2 separate regions of the Mus musculus genome follow, and region 1 is linked to region 2. A link is a contact called in public Hi-C data. All regions are on one chromosome and are shown on one strand. The core of a region is the stretch at or near the end of the contact, and the rest is flanking DNA. Distances in the headings are between cores, read along the strand shown.

Evidence for each region. A called contact is a pair of places that touch in the nucleus more often than the background predicts.
Region 1: a Hi-C map of liver shows a contact between it and region 2, with 3 times the contacts expected there. The contact joins two enhancer-like sites. A contact is called at or near these places in 3 of 39 promoter capture datasets (the HPC-7 cell line and liver), 5 of 484 Hi-C or Micro-C datasets (cerebral cortex, large pre-B cells, liver and 1 more), 4 of 115 datasets of contacts at active chromatin or transcription factors (bone marrow-derived dendritic cells, embryonic stem cells and pancreatic cancer cells) and 2 of 9 other capture datasets (adipose tissue and pancreatic islet).

The regions. Positions count from the first base shown.
Region 1 is chr10:111,488,850-111,491,549 of GRCm38.p6, reverse strand. It overlaps Nap1l1 (nucleosome assembly protein 1-like 1), which reads right to left. Exons shown (of 16, transcript NM_015781.5): 5 at 1,381-1,522; 6 at 1,093-1,173; 7 at 413-541. Among named protein-coding and RNA genes, the nearest start is that of Gm25117, 8.7 kb to the right of the region's middle. Within about 2 kb of position 1,274, at least 15 of the 459 cell types and tissues checked have an H3K27ac peak or open chromatin away from gene starts, as enhancers often do. A contact at or near this core is called in liver, where this site is marked.
Region 2 is chr10:111,404,305-111,407,004 of GRCm38.p6, reverse strand. No RefSeq gene overlaps it. Among named protein-coding and RNA genes, the nearest start is that of Gm30145, 27 kb to the right of the region's middle. Within about 2 kb of position 1,369, at least 4 of the 459 cell types and tissues checked have an H3K27ac peak or open chromatin away from gene starts, as enhancers often do. A contact at or near this core is called in liver, where this site is marked.

The sequences.
Region 1 (2,700 bases), core at 25-2,524, 85 kb before region 2:
AACCCTACCTTGATACTAAGTACAGAAAAACAAAAAGGTATTATAAACAGTGAGAAAGCACCAACTAAGAATGATCAAAGATACCACTTCATTAATGAATTTTAAATTATTCTGATAACCAAACCTGAATTTTCTTTATATAAAACCATAAGGAACGCCGGGCATGGTGGCACACATCTTTAATCCCAGCACTCGGGAGGCAGAGGCAGGTGGATTTCTGAGTTCGAGGCCAGCCTGGTCTACAAAGTGAGTTCCAGGACAGCCAGGACTATACAGAGAAACCCTGTCTCAAAAAACCAACCCCCCGCCCCCCCCCAAAAAAAAACAAAAAAAATTTTTTTTAAATCATAAGGAAACCACAGATATCAAGATTTTCTTTTGAGTTAACAGGTGGCTTTGTGAATTAAATTACCTGAACCATGTCACTGAGCAAGTCAACATTCTTAAACACTGTCAACCAAAATTCAGGAATTCCTTTCGGGTCTTCTTTTTCTTCATCCTTTTTCTCATCTTCAATCTTGGCCTTTTCTTTCAGCTCCTCCTTGAAAAAGGCCAGCAAACAACGTAATGACTACTATGATAAGTCTCCTGATAAACCTTCAACTAACACATTGGAAAACTTCAATCCCATAGCAATCAATGCTCTCATCGCCACCTTAGAAAGACCCACCACGCACATCAAGAACTTGAAGAGTCAGTAACAAGATCTTTAACCACAGCAAACAAAAACCTTGTCCAGTGTTCAGCTTGAGGTCCTTACTCAAATGCCCTGATCATACCCTGCAGAGCAGCTACGTTAAGAAGCATGGTCCCCTAGCTCAGCACAGCCTTCCCTCACCGCCGTCATCCTTCACTGCAGGCAGGTAGGTCACAGCAAAGCTTTTCACCTGAAAATCACATGCTCTTCCAACAGTCCTCAAAAGCTCAAAGGAAACTACAGGAGACGCTTGAAATGCAAAAGGAGGCACTGCCAGGCTGAGGAATAGCTCATCTTATCCCCAGTATTTACAAAGTTGCTTATAAATGCTACTTCAAACAACTGGTTATGGTCCATCCTAGCATCTAAAATACAGGAAACTACAAGGTACTAACCGAAACTTCATCCTCCTCATCTGGTTTCCACTCGCATTCTTCTTCTGTAGGTTCATAGATTGCATTAATGATCTCAAATCGCTAAAATAAAGAGACAGCTTATGTAAGAACATTAGCACCCAAACCCTGACACTCCTGGTTTCTGGGTTAATTAGTAACTACCTACCACAGCCTTTAATCCTGGCCACTGCTGCTCTCAGACACCTCTAATACCTCCTCCCCCCACTGAGAGATCCAAGTACCAAGCCTGTCTCCTGAGTTACCTTACAAAGCAGTATAAATAATTACCTTATCAAATAAAGGCTGATAGAGAACAGCATACTTCCTCTCGAGATCATGAACTTCCTCATAGAATTTGGCTTCTATCTGTGCACATTTAACCTGAAGATTCTTGAGAGCATTCACTCGTCTTTTGACTACCTTAGGCAAGCTGAAAAGTTACAGAAAATCAGAAAAACACAAGTCACACTTTCCATACAACATTCAAGTGGGTAAGTTTCTGAGTTGAAGCAAGGAATTTAAAGTAACTAAAATTCAAAAGACATACAGATCCTTTTATTATAAAAGCAAGTAGGACAAATCAATAGAAACCAAACAAAACAAAATATCCAGACAAACACAAGAAATACCCTTAAGCCAGGTTGAATTCTTTCCAAATTTTTATAAAATAATTCTTGACCTAACCACTGAAGTAGTTACAATTAAGAAATTCAACTATTATCAGTTCACTCAGATCAGTTTTTTTCTACTTCTCCCACAAGCCTGACAGCTTAAGTCAGATTCCGCAGAATCTGTAGCGACAGCTAGACACGCCAAGAAGCTACATCGTCAGCCTGAAGCCAGATCAAACAGGGTTCGGGTCTCAAAACCAACCGATAAACTTAATTAAGGAAGTAACTTGGGCTGGTAAGTTGGCTCAATAGTTAAAAGCACTTACTGTTTTGCAAAAGACCTCAGTTTAATTCCCAGCACCACATGGAACTTGTAAACCACCTGTAACTCCAGACCCAGGAATCCAAAGCCCTCTTATGTGCACACTATGTTCATGGAGGCCCAACACTCTTATACATTAAAAAATAAATTAATTAATAAAAAGGAAAATCTTAAAATAAAGTAACTTAATGCTTTAGCTTATAATCCAAATAAAAATACATATTCAAATTGTGAAAATTTGAATATGCATCTTAATGTTAGAATAAAATATAGTCAAAGAATCTACAAAATATAAAGGCATGAGTACACATATACACCATATATTTAAATGTTTACCAGTCTACAGTGAGAGCTGGAACCCATGTTTTTACATATCCTTTTAACATTTTAACATATCCTTCCTAGAGACTTCCAGACTAAACCAAGTTATTACAGGGAAATACAGGTAACTTAAACAGCACCCATTACACCTTAGTTAGCATCAGGATGTAGTCTCTGCTCTGCACTTAGTTTTTATTATTATTGCCCAGTTGGGGGAGCTGTGTATGGTCAAAGGACCACACTGAGAAGTGAGAAAGTTCTCCTCTTTCACTTTGGTATGGGTTCCAGGCATTAAGTTCAGCTATCAGGCTTGCATCACAAGAGTACCAAATAGTTTACCTCCTAAGCTACCCA
Region 2 (2,700 bases), core at 120-2,619:
ATCCACTAAATTAATAATAAATTTTAAAAATTTCAAACAAATATTCTTGTATACTATTCCCTTATTTCTCGGGTGGGGGGGGCCTGCAGATTATATTGCCAGCCAAGGAGTTCATGAGTTTGAAAGTCTTTTTATGTCTGCCATGCATTAAACTGACTGACCTGGAACTATGAAAAATTATCACTTTGTATCGCAAAAGCTCCTCCTGTAGCCATAGAAACTGGTTTTCTTTGTTTTTTTTTTTTTATATCCCAACCCTTCTCTTTCTCTTATGACACAAGGTCTCACTCGCTCTTTGTCCCAGCTAGCCTGGACTGGAACTCTCTATGTAGCCCAGGCTGGCCTCTAACACCTGGCATCCATGCTGAGATTATGGCCGGAGCTGCCACATCCAGCTTGATTTTTTTTTTTCTTTTAATAACTGAATTTAGACTTTCTGGGCTTTGAAATAGGAAACATTTATGATCAGCAGGACAGATTTGGGGAAGACAGAGCTCTTGGTAACAGCTAGAGTAAGCCTGCTCCATAGGATGCTATAGGGTGTCACATTCAGATCAGAATAAAACGCCACCCTGCCCCGGACTGATAATAGCATCTATCCTCCTGCTTATTTTACCAAGTCCTTTACAGAGATTATATTCCTCCAAACAGATGCCTGAAATTTCTACAGTAATCAGGGTGAGTTTTACCTATAGTTGGGGTTTGAGTCATAAAACACGAAAGACTAACAAAGATGGAAGTGTTTGTGCTGGGGTATGGTTCCAAAGTAGAGCATCTGCCCAGCACATGAGGCCCTGAGTCTAATTCCCACAACTGTGGACATACATACATACATACATACATACATACATACATGTATGTAACAGGGACCCAGACCTTAGCACAACTGACTCCATGATGGAAGTACCACTCAGGCGATGAAACTTAGCGTGTAGACAGGACCATCTGCCAAAATGAAAACAAAGACCTGCCAGGCAGTGGTGGCGCAAGCCTTTAATCCCAGCACTTGGGAGGCAGAGGCAGGTGGATTTCTGAGTTCGAGGCCAGCCTGGTCTACAAAAGTGAGTTCTAGGACAGCCAGGATGATACAGAGAAACCCTGTCTCAACACCCCCCCCCCAAAAAAAATCCAAAAAACCAAAACCAAAAACAAACAAAAAAAACCAAAAACCTAATCCACCAAAGTCCACAGTTTTGGGAAAGTCTCTAAATGTGCTAACCTTGTTTTTTATCTTTCGTAGTTTCACTTCTGGCTGGCGGTTCTTGTTAAGTGAAGTATGCCAACCCAGAAGATGGGTTTGTGTGCTTAAAAGCTCACAGTGAGAAAAGTTCCAGGCTACACTGGGATCCTGAACTGTGTAGTTACCAGCCAGCTAATAAAGACTTCCTATTGGCTTACAGCCATGTCTGAGCAGCCTTCTCTGGAGGATACCCGACAACAATGTGCATTTTCATTAGGATGCAGGAATACCATGGACATTGAAGGTTATGGGATGGGGAAGACAAGGGACACAGACCAACAAGAGTGTCAAACTCCCAACTCATTATTTGAAAGCTGCCCAGGGGAAAATATTCTTTTTTCTTCTTATTCACATTTGAGTGAGGATCTCAAACTCAGAAGTACATGGATTTCACCACATCCTGGGTCAAAGGTGCTTCAGTAGGAATCCGGGTTACACGTGTAAACAGCCGTGCTTTGACGACATTGTTTCTGATCAATGGTGGAGTGTACACACAGTGATGGTCCCCTCTGATTGCCTAAGCAGAAGACGGCGGCACATAGCTACAATCCCAGTATTTGAGAGGTCAAGGATGATGAGACCAAGGCCACAGTGAGATCATATGTCCCAACCACAAAACAAAAACCAAACAAAGGCAGCTGAGATTCCACACATCTGTTTTCCCAACATTTTAGAGGCTGAGAGCCTAGGATTTAAGGCCAATTTAGGCATTCTTCTTTTAAAAACTACCTTTTGTGGGAAGCCACATACGCCATTACAAGGTGGCGCTGGCTACCACTGGCCACCACCCATAAGTTTGGGTAAACAACCAATGTGCGCATGTGCAGTAGAGTTTTTTGCCAAGTCACTGCCTGGACCGGGGCATGTAAATGAGGTACTGAAAGCATAACCAATCAGGGGCAGACATGTAAATGAGGTACTGAAAGCATAACCAATCAGGTTTAGACACACCTCTCCTAGACCTATATAAGCAGTGCCAGTTCTGGGGCTCGGAGTCTTTTCGCCTCTGCAATCAAGCTCTCCCAATAAACATGTGCAGAAGGATCCTGTTGTGGCGTCTTTCTTGCTGGTGAATCGGGTGCACACACCTTTAATTAAATTATATTAAAATATTTTCATTATATGTGTGAGCATCTATCTATCTATCTATCTATCTATCTATTTATCTATCTATCCATCCATCTAAATGTATGTGTGAGACTCGGTGCATGTATTATAGAACATGTATTAGGGTTCACTGGAGGAATAGAACTGATAGAATGAATCTCTACCTCGATATAGAAAGAGGATTTCTAGAGTGGCTTACATGCTGTGGTCCAGCTAGTCCAACACTGGCTGTCTACTAATAGAAGACCTAAGAATTCAGTAGTTGTTCAATTCACGAGGCTAGATGTCTCAGCTGGTCTTCAAGTATAATCCAGAATCCAAAAGAGATACCTCAGCTGGTATTCAGTACAAGC